Linked DNA regions of Drosophila melanogaster: regions 1 and 2 are each linked to region 3. A link is a contact called in public HiChIP or PLAC-seq data. All regions are on one chromosome and are shown on one strand. The core of a region is the stretch at or near the end of the contact, and the rest is flanking DNA. Distances in the headings are between cores, read along the strand shown.

Region 1 (4,187 bases), core at 1,489-3,988, 210 kb before region 3:
CCCCCGTTGTCGACGGCAAGCCCACTCACTTTGATTTCTTGGCAACGCTTTTTTACACACTCGCACACTCAACAAAAATATAGGCACATTTCAGATGTAAAAAGGGTTATGACAAACGGAATTAGGTCCCAAAACCAAAAAAAATTGTATTTCAAATTAAAAGTATGTATTTATATTATACAATATTGTATTAAAACAAGAGAGAATGCTATAGTCGAGTTCCCCGATATCAGATACTCATTTGTTACTCGTTACTCATCATTTTTCTGGGATATCGATAGATATTGGGGAATAAAATGAGAACACATTTAAAAATTGTTCTAAAGTGTGGGCGTGACCGGTTCGGCGGATTTAGGGCGTTAGAGTGGGGGTGGCAAAAAGTTCTTTGGCAAATCGATAGAAATTTACAAGACTAATATAAATGTAAAAAAATTTCAAAACATTTTCAAAATTGTGGGCGTGACGGTTTTGAGGACGGACATGGATCGACTCGGCTATTGATAATATTAATTATTTAAATTCGTAACTCATTATCATTAAGATTATGTTTTTTTTAATATTTCTACATATTCGCCTATTTAATATAGCAATGGTCAAATCAGGAAATTAAAAAAATTTATGTTTTCAAATTATAAAATCATATAACGTTCAGGGTTGCTTGCAGATTTTATGTTCGGTGTACATTTTTTTTTTCTTTTTGATTTTTTAGGACTCGACGAGCTTTGGCAAATATTTTGGTCATAGCCGAGATTTGCGTGCCTTGCCAATGGGTTTTGTTTGTTCTGCTGTGTCCAGTCATCCGCCCTCCCTGCGCACCCTTCGTCATCCCTCTCGCTCACACTGGAGGGTCTCTCCTCTCGCTCACTCGCCAGCCGAATGTGGGTAATTCGGTCATGAATATGCGAACAATTTCAGCCATTGTCCGAGGAGCATTTTTTGGGTGCGCATATTTGTCGCAAATGGACTACATTACAACATTACAGTTATCTTTGGATATGTGCTAGTGTGTGTGCATGGCACATAATATCTCATAGAGGACATTAAGGGCCCAAAAGTCTAAATAAGAAAAGCCAGAAAAAATCCCATAAAATATGCGTCATTTGGGGTGGAATTTGAAAGGAAAAGATCGGAAATACCTAAACAAATTTAAAAAAGTTTGAAAAAGCCATTTATGCATTAGCATTATTTAATAAACAAGTACATGATTAATTGTTTTTATTAAAATGATAATCATTTATATTAATTATTTCTGTTCAAAACGCACATGTGTTGGAAATTCAGTTTCGCCTTAAATAATTTCCTATAAACTGCACCGCATGACCTTAAATTTTAGGAACAATTGAAGTCCACCCTGGGGCACTTTTATAAATGTTTTGTGTGCATAAACAAACAAACAAAGGCCGCATAACATTAAAATGTAACACAAAAAGCCACAACAACAGCAATAACCACGGCTCATGTTTTGTGTTGTGTGATTAAAATTAAAATAAGCGGCGACATGTTGAACTTGAAAAATTCGTTCTGCCTTGCTTATGACAACAACAACAACTGAAAATACATATATATGTACATACATACATATGTATGTACATAAATGTTACAATAGGAAGAGAAGCGAAATCTGACCGAATCTTAAAGTTCCTTACCAAAAAAGTATTGTTTATTGTGCTGAATAGCCTGGATCGGTATTTATTGTACACAATGTATGCATGTATGTACATACATTTGTATGTACATATATTTAACGTGCCAGCAAACCAAAAGTTAAAAGCTTCTGAAAAAATAAGGGAAACCATATTTATGAATCCCTCATATAGGGTATAAAAAAGATACCGTCAGCAGAGTGATCAAGGGTGGGAGTGAGAGACATCATGAGCGGGAGGGAACCCTAATAGCTTTACTAATGACCGAATAACTCATTTGGATTAGAAAAATCTCTGTCCCATAAACGATTCCCAATTAAAATCATAGCGCTGCCAACTTTCTTTTAACTGGCGTTTCTGCTTTTTCTTCTTTGCCTTCTTTTTCTTTTTACTCCGGTGTGAGTAAGTGCCGTTAGTGGTAAATATGCAGGGTATGCAGGAAGTGATGTGATTCTGAACTTTGATACCAATTAATTTATTTGTTTGGCTTTCAGAATGAATCTATTGAAAATCTAAAGATGGGATAAGTTATAATCTGTTACAACCGCAATATGGTAAGCGAATATTGATTCTGCTACATCAGTTAGGTATGTAAGTTTACTTATTGAAGGAAGTGTAAATTTCAAATCACTGCTGTGTCGTGTGTTTTGGTCAATGCTTATGAAATGTGTATTTTTGAAGTTCTATGTTCCTGTCATACATATGTACATATGTATTTATTTCTTCTGAAATAAACACTACAGTTATTAGGCTGATCGCTATAGTTCTAAATTCATTCTATCAGAGCTATCTGAAGTTACACGGTATTCGAAAGCGTTGCACTTGCCACCAACAAAACAAAAACGCACACACTCGCGCACGTGCGAGCGCGACAAAAAATCAAAACAACAAAATCCACGCTGGTAACATCTGCTTTGGCTTGGCATTGAAATCGCGTTGGTGCAACGGCGAGGGCAGGGTATGGTAGGAGGAAGGCTGAACGGGAGCAAGGGAAAGAGCGAGATGATGCGATGCGGGCACGAAGGCCAAATTGCCGAAGATGCCCGAGTCCCCATGAGCCGTTGAACGTGGAGCCGAACCGGTTTTTGGCGCTACACTGGCGCTGCGTTGGCGCTCAGTGCAAAACGAAGCACTGAAGGTGTCAGTTGGGCTCCCGACGGTTTAATTTTTAGCTCCCACAACGAACGCAGTTCTCAGCGATTTTGACGCAAATTATAAACGTACGTAAGCCGGTGATTTCACGAAACGCGTTTCGAATCAAAAGAAAACAAAAAAAGAAAAACTAACGAAAAAAAAAACTGAAAATAAACCCAAAATACAATTAAAGTGCTAATGATTTGGGATTTTTTCTCACAACTGAAATTTTTTTTTATTGTGTTGTTCTTTTTTTCGTTTTTGTGCCATTAAATCATTTTTTCTGCGAAAAAGTGCTAAAAACAAAGTGAATCCAATCTGTGCCGCCAACGTTGTTGCCATTGTTGTTGTGCTCAATTAAAACATATTTGCATATATAGTTTTTTTCGAGTGTGTGAGATCGTGATCGTGATCGTCATCTCTGCTTTGCCTTTTCTAATTCGTTTCTCTCTCTTGCTAATTAGCAATTCGAATGTTGTTTTTTTTAGCTGATTTTATTGATGGATATCAATTAAAAAAAAAAAAAATTTTGCTAAGCGCTTAAGAATTTCGGAAACGCTTTCAACTCACAGGCTCAGTGTTTAAATTGCCGAATTATGCCATTGAACTTGTTAGGAGAAAAGTTTTTAAATTTTCTTTTTGAAAAATCTAAAATGGTCAAACATATTTTCTTAACGTTCCAAACGCAAAACGTTAGTTAAAGAGGTTTAAAAGACTTGAACGCATTAATGCGAAGACGTCTTCAGTGTATTAATTATACTGGAAAAATCATTTGAATTATTTGTCACTTAATTCTAAACCTAAACTCTGTAATGCAAGAGCCATGCTTTAAATGGGGACATACTAATTGCGATGATCAGTGTTGAGTGTTCCACTTTGTCTAGCAATTTCCTCGGAGGTTCTTCGTGTTTCTTTTGTAGGCCGGGTCGTGTAACGTCATCTAATATACATGGCTAATAATCCCTTTCCCAACGCCTCCGAAAGGGAAGGGGTGATGCCGCCTGAAACCACCCACATATCGCGTCTTGTTCGGCGAACTATAAACATTAAATAACAATAATAAACAGCAACAAGAGCCGGGCAGAAAGTTGAAGCAGTTTGTCTAAGTGGCTTGGGGCTTTGTCAAAGCATATAAAATATAATACAATAGAAAGTAAATGGAAGCCGCAACAACAAAGTAACAAAAACAACAGCAACAACAACGGCGACAACAATGGCAACGAGTACATCGCAGTTGTTGGCTCCAAAACACGCAACAGTCCGTCAGAATAAAGTCAGCCATGCCCACCGTCGTCGTTTTAGACCCCTTTGCATTCCCCGGAATATATGTACATATAGTATGTAGACCCCGCTCCTTCTCCTGCATATACATATGTATGTGTATATTCCCCCCCAGTAATATCGCGTGTT
Region 2 (4,866 bases), core at 1,839-4,338, 240 kb before region 3:
TTGGAAACTTCTATCGTTTTGCCAAACAAATTTTTTTGCACGCCCACAAACCACCTAAAACTGTCAAGCCCACACTTTTCAGTCCTTTTTAAATTTTTTTTCATATAATTTTGTTTTCCCGATTTCGACCGATATTTCAAAAAGTATTGAAATTTCTTGTTCACACAAGCAGCTGAGAAACAGGAACATATCGAATCTAGTCGGGAAATTTGGTTAAAGCATTCTCTCTTGTTTTTACATCGTTTTCGTAAATTAAATATGTTTCACTTTTGGTTTTCTCCAGTTGACACATTTTTCAAGTGGGCTGCTCCGGGTATCTTACCCCCTATTTTGTACATGGTATTGTCTGCTCTAATTTTCTTAATGCTTATTTTCTGGATTGAGTTGCATCGCAGGGAGAAGAAGTTCCATACCTCCAGAGAGTGAGTTTGTAATATATTGATATGCCTCGTCCTATAAGAGAATTCAACACTCCGGCAGTCTTCGTAAAATGAGAACCGCCACATATCCATTCGACGATGGCGATGTGGCGGATGTGAAGCAAAAGATCGCTGAAGCGGATAACACCAAGGCCAAGCAGTCCGTCTTCCTGGTGGATCAGGTGGAAGCCAGGGTCCCAGCTGCGGGCAAAAGGATACACACCGTCTCCTTTGCCCTGAACAAGTGAGTCTTGTTTTGCTTTTACAATATTATTAATATCCATCTAGACAAATATTAAACTGTTTGAAGAAAAACGATTTGATATGAAAGCGCGTAAAACCTGTATTTAGCTATTGTAAAAAGAACAGTGTTGTTTTCTTCCCCCAAGTTCAAACTTTTGACTTATGCCTTTTAAACTTATGTTACCATGTTTTGTTGTTGTTTTAGATACATGAGCATGGGTATCTTCGGGCCCCGCAACTCTGGAAAAAGTCACTTGATGAGGCAGCTGGTGGGCCAGCGTGGATTCGCCTTTGGCGAGATCTACGTGCGGGGCCTGGACTTCAAGTACGATCTGGAAAGCATCCACACCTACATGGGCTACTCTCCGCAGCATCGAGGACTCCTCAATGAGCTGACACCGCGGGAGCACATCCGTCTGTTGTGCATGATCCGTGGTGTTCCCGAGGCTAAGATCGGCGAGAAGATGCATGACCTGTGCCTCATGCTCAACATGACCGGGTGGATGCACCGAAAGTGCAGTTTGCTGACGGCAGAGAAGCGGCACAAGTTAAAAATTGCCCTGGCACTGGTGGCCTACAACAAGATCCTCGTTCTGGACGAGCCCACGTGCGGCATGCCGGCAACTACCAGGCGGGAAATCTGGAACATCCTTCGGTATATCCGATACTGCGGCAAAACAATCATTTTTGCCACCAACGATGAGCTGGAGTGCAAAATCCTTGCCGACTTTATTATCCTGTTCCAGGACAGCGAGATGCTGGCCATCGGCAGCCTGCAGTATCTACGATACAAGTACAGCCATGGATTCTATCTAGAGGTTCGGCTCATCCGCGATGGAGCCACCCTCGCCGAATCGGAGGAGAAGTGGGTTTTACATAGCTTTGTCCCCTGGTTCATGGATAATAATAATAATATAATGCATTTTTTTCTCCATCAGTTTGCGTAAGGATGTGGAAAATTTGGCCAAGTTCGTCAACTTCCTGCACAATAGATCAGAGCTAGTGTAAGTTTCCTATATGAATTTTCCTATATCATTAAAGCATAGGCTCCACATTTATTCGACCGATACTTAAATAACTATTGAGTTGATTTAAATTCGCTTTTAAAAAAGATTTCATAATAATTTACTTTTAATGTTGTCGTGTATGTTTCAGAGGTCGACTTAACAATTGGTTCAAATTCTACGTGCCAGTGGGCCACATCGTTTACTCATTCCTGTATGGCGCAATGGAGAAGAACAAATTGCGTCTCAACGTGAGCGACTACTGCATTTACCAGGCGGACATGATGAGTGTGGTGGCCCAGGTGCAGGAGACCCGGGCCCAGTTGAAGCACCACCTCGTCCAGACGGAGGGTCCGCTTCCCCTGGACACGACGTCCCCCAAAAAGGGCAGAGCAAAAAAGTAGTTCCGAGCACTTATTGGGGAAGGCGTTTATTATACCATTATATACCATTATACGTTTCTAAACAGTGTTCAAATGTAAAATTGATTAATTTTCCAGCAGTTATTTAAAAATGTTTTAAATGGGAGAACAATTTAAAATAACTAAAAATTAACCAAATCAGCTGACTCATGCGGAGGTCAATGTCTGGCCTCAGTTGTCCAGACGCAGGGCCTTGGAAATGTGGGCTTACCCGCTTTCAAGAAATGAGAACTTTGCTGGTTCCACACGTGTGGCTTTGCATAAATAATAATAATCCCTGGGGAAGTTCATAGGTTCTGGGAAGCTCTGCACGTGCCCGCATTCATTTTTCATTTGCGTGCTCGTTTCTTTGACACATTTCCGACTAGCAATTGATAATTAATTGATGAACAGACAGTTTAGCTGCAGGACCAACATTGAGATTAAAAACTACATTATTAGAGTACTTAGTGCGAGCTTTTGAGTTTAGAGTTTTTGGCAAGGATACTATTTAAAAATAAATACTACGCTTTACGTAGATTTGAAACTACTTTCAAAATAGATTTTGAACTTTGTCCATTAGCGCGCGCGTCCGTTATCGATAGACCAATAATCGATGCTTATATTTTTGGCGTTAGAATATTTCTAGCTCTTACTTTCAATGCCAGCTGACGTAACAGTTGTTATTCGTTCTCTTTGTTACCGCTAGTGCTGCCCAGATTTTTGCTTCAAAAAAGCTGCTTTAAAGGCTGCACAAACTCAGAATGAATAAAAAATTGCTATTATTTGCGTGATGCTTCTTCTTTGAAACCCAATAATAATGAATTTCGTCTATTCTAGAAAGATTTTGTTAGTCCGTTTAAAAAATGTTGAGCGTTACTTATCATAGAACTAAATCTACCGCAAAGTAGACCAAAGCTAGAATCTAACTGCTCAGCTCAGCTCTGTGCTCTGCTCTCTCCGCTCTCATTGTTGTTATTAGCTGCCTAACAGTTCGTTTCGTTTCATTTTGTTTGGCATCTCCGGCGGCGTTAGAAGTACTATTAGCTTATCATTATTTTCTTGTGTGTTTCAGTGTGTGTTAACAACAGCTGTTAAGCCCCTAAAAACAAATCAGGCAAATTATTGATATGAAAAATATTAAATAGAAGTGCGGACGGCGTTTTACTAATCGATTATTATGAACTTTTGGTCAGCTCAATGACGCAGCAAGAGATAAAAACTAATAAAAGCTAAATATTCGTACAGCGCACATATGTATATATTGTTTATGTTTCGCGGTGTTAGTGCGGAATAATCATTAGACAGCCGCACAGTGGGCGAAATCCGAATTATTGCCGCAAATTCGCCGGTTCGTAGTTGTTGCTGGATATCTTTGCCAAAACGCAAGCACACACTTGCACGGTTTGTCTGTATAACGGTGCATACACACATTTTCCCGGGCGTGAATTGTTGCATGCGCATCCCCAAGTGATGCAGTCATATTTACAGTTAGACGGCACCGCCGTTGAACTTTGACCGTTGGGGAATGGGCTGCTAAATGTGATCGCAAGAGTTTGAATTTAATAACACCCTTAACGAAGAAACCTACGTATGCATTATATTTTAAGGAAACAACTAAATTTCTTGAAGTTTTATGTTTATCTTTTCATAACTCTGTGCATATGTAAATAAATATATATATTAATTTAAGTATTCATAAAAGTGAAGTGAAAACTCATATTATAATTTCTTTTTTGTTAATATATATGCATATGTATGTAAATTTTTGCAAAATTAATTCAAAAATATTTGAAATCAACCGAAGAGGTTCAAGAGTGTTTGCTTTAAATTAGTTAAAAGAATCCTGGTTCAGGGCCTAATTTGATGAACCGAAGCTGTGCAACCCTGTTTATGTAAAACATTTTGTTTTTGTTATCCTTCTAATATATTCCAATTTCAGTGACAGTGCAAATACGAGTGCAAAAAGGGCAAAGCGTCAGCATAAATAATTAATCGCAATTGCAGCAATTTGATTGGCAATTGATTATGCAGTAATTTTCAATGTCGATGTAATTTTTATCACTAAGTGGGCTCTCACTTAATCGCAAGAACAACAAACAGTACAAAACAAACAGAGTTGCAATTGCAATTATTGCCTTCAAAACGTTCACGGGGTAAGTGCAAGAGTAATTGAACATTATCTAATTTTCCATGGCTAGTTCCATGTTATTAAAATGTGATTCACGATCATTGGGGATATACATATTCTCATTTTCGATTGAAAATTTTCTTTTCAAATCAAAAACAAGGGCATTCCTCATTGTTATCTTAAGAGAGCTTTGTATGACAGTATGTTCTTGCAAAGATATTGCTAGTATGACTAAGTCTTTCAACTTTACACGTGTTTGTTGTTAGCTGTCAAACTTCCTTGTATCGATCAACAGCGAGTTTAACAGATTGCTCTTCAGACCCTTGGGAAGTGAATGGGTAGCCTGCTGTGGGTTTATTGAATTCATGATAATGCCACTATTATCACCGCAATCCACTGTGCACGAGAAATGCTACATGGGCCGTTAGATTGGCCAATCAGTTGGCGATAGTACAGTACTCCTTCTTTTATGTGCGTCACATGTCAAAATGTCAGGTGCCATTAAAGACACTCGGTGATTCATCGTTCCAAATTAGTCAGCAGGTGAGAGAGAGGTCCTCGTGATGAATGGAGCTCTTATTGCTTTCGGTACATTCTGTGAAACAATCCATATCAACATTCCGCATCGTATTGCTATTGGGGGCCCTAGAGTCTAATACTCGTTTTAT
Region 3 (4,576 bases), core at 1,658-4,157:
TAATCTTCAGCATCTTCAAATACATCACATTGCTATTCACCATGAGAACCATTGACGGATGATGTATAATAAATTTACTGTTCAAATATAATAGATACCAATTGGATTCGTAAATTTTGTATTGTTTACAGCATTCCGTGCCACGTGGTCCAAAATAATTTATAAACTAGTTAATGTCAAAATTCTATGAATAGTTCGCTTAATCGTTATATCATTAACCAGTCCACATATCACAAATTAGCGACCTATTTGATGATTGATTTAGTGGACGTAAAATATATACAATATATTTTCACAATGATGTATCTCTTTGTGGTTACAACTGCAAGGAATTTAAATTATATGTATAGCTTTAAGGGAGCACCTTATTATATCAACATTTTCATTGCTTTGCTAAAGTACAGACTGGCTAATTTATGGTTAAGCTGCAACTTTAATGAATAGAAATAAAGGTAAAGGAATATTTGGACGATCATCTGTTCTAACATTCTTGGTGGTAGGTAGGCAACCTTTGATCTTGGTAAATTGTTCCCCTCTTGTTTCGGAGTGCTTGATTTGTTCGACTGACTGATTGATCGATTGACTGCCATTTGTAGATTTTCGACTTGAAGATTCGATTCATTCATTAATAATATTATTGATTTTAATTTAATTTTTCTTTGGAGCCGCCAACTCGCGGAACGTGCGGCACATGACAAGGGGATCAACTCGAATCGATAAGATGTACATGGAGAGTACTTTCTATATACGATTCCTGGCATGGCCGATCGCGTCGATCGCCGTTCGATGGCTGCCCACAAACTGCTCATTATCTAATTGCGGTTCAAATCCCAGTCGCACTCCCAACCATTTCGATTCGCTTCGATTTGTCTGGCCGGACGTAGATCCCTCCTCCGATCGTTTTTGGCCGATCGCCTCCTTATGGTGCATACAAATACTGCCATTAAATCCGCTTTTGGTCACCCAATTTGGCCGGACATCGTGCACTGGCCGTGATTTCTTGCCCACTCATCGTGGCTCTCAAGAATCGGTGCTCTGCGGATTTATCGCAGGGTGCTGGGTGCTGCGGTGAATCGGGGATAATGACATGGTCCCGTTCGCTGATTGTCCATGATTAGTCTCTTCACGCCCAGCTTAATCAAGTGAATTTTAATCAAACAGTAAACAGTTCGTTTATTCTATTTTTTGCCAGCACGTTATTTTTTTTATTTGTGCGAAAGATTTGCCACATCGCAAGAAGTGGTCAGTTTCAGTGGGGGACTTTTAACTGATCTGGCTAGGAGGCGATCCTCGTCAAGCCCCACTGAATCACTGGGTGATTCACCCAACCAGATTTTCGTTATCATTAGCATTTCGAATTGGGCTGCGGCTACTTTCTAAGAGTCTACGATCTACTATCAAAGTGTAAATGGATTATGTTTGCATGTATAGTTAGCTACTTGCTCAACTACCGTTTAGTTTAATCATTGCTTTGTATTATATATTCATCGAGTGATCAGTGCTGAGCTGAACGTGTTCTTTTCCATATGATTCACCTGTGATTTCTTGCAGATGTCTTGCGTCAGTGGCAAATGTGTCTAATACCCACAAAATCCGGGGGGTGGGTGGAAAAGTTTTTCCCCCCGAATGGGTAACAGAATATTAAATATCCGTTGGGGAGTTTCTCCGAAATCGAAATAAGAAATCGTTCCCCACGACGCAAGTGATCGAAGCCATTCGCCGAATTTAAGCCGACGACTCACTGGTGATAAACCAGAATCGGTGGATCCAATGTACATATGGATACATATGTATGTATGTGTGCATTAGGCGGGGATTGCTCGAACGCGCTGGTGACGTCGCAGGAATTCAAGGCATTTGCATCCCGCTGTGGATTCCACACTTTTTCGGCGCAACATTGTTGGAAAGTTTCTGGCGAAAAAAATCGAAAAAAATAAACGTCTGAAGGTTGGGCCACTAACTATTCACATGTGGCATCCATTTGTCAGGTGCTTATAAGGCGGCATATAATGCCAAACGATCGCAGCGTGACAGCCACCATTAATTGAGACTTGCTGTTGATAAGGCGGCGGCTCTCTTAAAAACCTCGCTAGATTTAAGAGATCGCCAGCTGAAGCCCAGCCTCCCAACGGCCGCTCTTTTTGGGATAATCCAGTTTAAACGCATCGCACAGTGGGATTTGCAATCCGGCTTAAGTGGGTTGACACCAATGTTAAAAAAAAAAAAACCAAACAATTTCAAATTGATTCAAACGAAACTGGAATTGAGTCAATTGTTTTGCTAAATTTATAAACCAATGCCAATAATCGCAGACCAATTGACTAATCTTATCTGTTCGGTTCCATTTTAAATCATACGATTGATTGTCTGAATATATGGCTTAATTTGTATACGATAGTTAATACATTTTACATATTATATTTAGATTACTATATAGATTGGAGTGACACAGATCTATGGATCATCGATCTGTTCAATTGTCTGATTTTCATTTCCAAGCGTTGGAAATATACATCCTAGTACAGATTTTATCTTATTGGTAGTATTACATATATTGGTAGCTTTACATATAATTACACAGTCGATCGATATATATATATAACGATATAACAATAAAGCCATCTATCAATCCAAGTGTTTGGCTTTTACGGTTATAAAGGCAAATGCACTTTGCGGATAAGAAAGCACGCGATCATGCTGATCTGGACTACTGGGCAACCCACTGGGCACCGCCATTAGTCCCACTGTTGCATCAGCTCCGCCGATTCGATCGGAGTGCAAAATGTAGATCCCGAAGAGAGCGGAGCGTTCGCCGCGTCCGAAGAGAGCGGAAGCAGAGCGGGCAGCGCCGTTGGCGCAAGAACTGGCGTTGTCGGCGGTATATATAAAAGCTAATGGCAGCGGCGACTTCCCATTCAAAATCGCACACCTCAACGCGCCGCGTGTCGCACTTGGTCCCCCCGGAATCCAAAAAAAAAAAAAATAACCACCCCAAATATTAACCCAACCCCACGTTAGAATCGCAGTCAAAACCCACAAACCGATCCGAAAGCGCGGTGTAGAAAAATCCCAAAATCCAATATTTAAAATATACAAACGGAAAGTTAAGTAACCCCCATTAAATTTTTTTGCTGTGCGAAGCGAGACAAAGAAGAGTGCCAAAAAGAATACAGAGCATCTAAAAAGGATTATCAATTCAAAGAGGAGCCACAGAAACCAATGCAAAGATGTGCCACAATTCAGGGATCGTGGAGAAAAACAACGAGCAGCAGATCGAGCGCTACATGGCCTGTGGGATGCCATCGAAGGCGGTGAAGAGTGTCAAGTACACGCTGAAGAAGCGCGAGAAGAAGGAGCAGCAGCGGAGAGATCTGGAAAAGGATCTGCACAGGGAACAGCAGTTCCTTGAGGAACTCGAGCTAAGCAGTAGCGCCAGCGACTCCTCCTCCTCCTCCTCGTCCTCCTCGGTCACCGGCAGCGATAGCGAGGATAGCGGCGTTACCGAAACCGTTTTGAAATCGTCGCCGTCGGCGGATATGACAACCAGTCCAAAGGTCATCTCACCGGCCCCCACACCCAGAAGCGACCTCTTACGATTCTGCCCGCGATTTCGCAAGCTGCAGCAGGAGCAGCAGCAGCAGATGCTCAAGGAGATGGAGTTGCAGGAGGAGGAGCCCTTGGCCACCAGCACGCCCGCCGCCGCCCTGAAGGCTCAACAGCAGCGCAAGCTGAGCTCCATGGAGCCGTCAATGGACGACGCCCTGGCCATCGGCACCCAGATGACTAGGCAGGTGTCCGAGCGAATCACCTGCCTGGTGGCCAAGCTGCAGGCCAGTCGCCTGTACACGTAAGTCTCCCACCATTATTCCCCGCTAAAACACATCATCCATCATCTTTCAACTGGACTCCTAAGTTGTCTCATTTCAATAATTACCTGCTACAAATTTAGGAGATAGAGTTCCGTTGAAACTTTCTAATATATTCGCATACTGCCACTTAAGTCACTTTAAAATATTTAACATTTGGATAGTGCCGCTTAAAATAAAATATCTGCTAGTTTTTCTACAATTCAGGTTTTTGACTCTTAGTGCAGTTTCTATTATTCCATTAGTTCTGTTAACAACTCTGTTGCGAATCCAATTAACTTATTGGTAGTTTTACTCCGTTGACGGCGAATATTTTGTATTTGTATGATCACAAAGTGCAAATACTTCTAAAAATAGCCAATGAAGTTAATATTTACGGGAGAATATTGAGTTACCCGAAGTAAAATTGATCTGTATGTATCATAAAGATTATTTTGTAGCGATCATTGGTCGGCATATAGCACGCCCCCTGTTACTAAATATGTACCAATAAATTCATCAGCTGACGAAGGAAGGAAATCCTAAATGCTAGCGCCACTATCAGCTCTTATCAGTTCATTGTCACGGCTGCGGATCATGCTGATCACGCCCCTATATTGATATTTATAAATGCAAATATAAGCGTAGAATTTTTCCACCGTCTGCTGTTGTCTGGGGCGTACAACCGTTATGCAAACAGCAGACACAAGAAACGTCTGTCGTTGGTCTAT

The links. HiChIP or PLAC-seq counts read pairs in DNA pulled down with a chosen protein or histone mark.
Region 1: a Psq HiChIP or PLAC-seq map of the Kc167 cell line shows a contact between it and region 3, with 4 times the contacts expected there. The contact joins the promoter of Mnr here to the promoter of CG32512 in region 3. A contact is called at or near these places in 1 of 1 datasets of contacts at CTCF or cohesin (the Kc167 cell line), 10 of 107 Hi-C or Micro-C datasets (the Kc167 cell line, the S2 cell line, embryo and 5 more) and 2 of 6 datasets of contacts at active chromatin or transcription factors (both in the Kc167 cell line).
Region 2: an H3K27ac HiChIP or PLAC-seq map of the Kc167 cell line shows a contact between it and region 3, with 4 times the contacts expected there. The contact joins the promoter of Abca3 here to the promoter of CG32512 in region 3. A contact is called at or near these places in 11 of 107 Hi-C or Micro-C datasets (the Kc167 cell line, the ML-DmBG3-c2 cell line, the S2 cell line and 5 more) and 1 of 6 datasets of contacts at active chromatin or transcription factors (the Kc167 cell line).

What each region holds. Positions count from the first base shown.
Region 1 is chrX:21,279,722-21,283,908 of dm6, reverse strand. Mnr (Membrane-bound Notch regulator) reads left to right here and starts at 2,738. Exons shown (of 6, transcript NM_167735.2): 1 at 2,738-2,863.
Region 2 is chrX:21,304,887-21,309,752 of dm6, reverse strand. It overlaps Abca3 (ATP binding cassette subfamily A member 3), which reads left to right and starts at 3,088. Exons shown (of 13, transcript NM_134601.3): 1 at 3,088-3,418; 2 at 4,010-4,223. It overlaps CG1801, which reads left to right. Exons shown (of 14, transcript NM_167739.3): 10 at 284-422; 11 at 481-663; 12 at 868-1,527; 13 at 1,601-1,666; 14 at 1,818-2,167. The coding sequence ends at 2,070.
Region 3 is chrX:21,065,871-21,070,446 of dm6, reverse strand. CG32512 reads left to right here and starts at 2,907. Exons shown (of 3, transcript NM_001298580.1): 1 at 2,907-3,847. The coding sequence starts at 3,228. The region is part of intron 2 of bves (bves,); the gene reads right to left.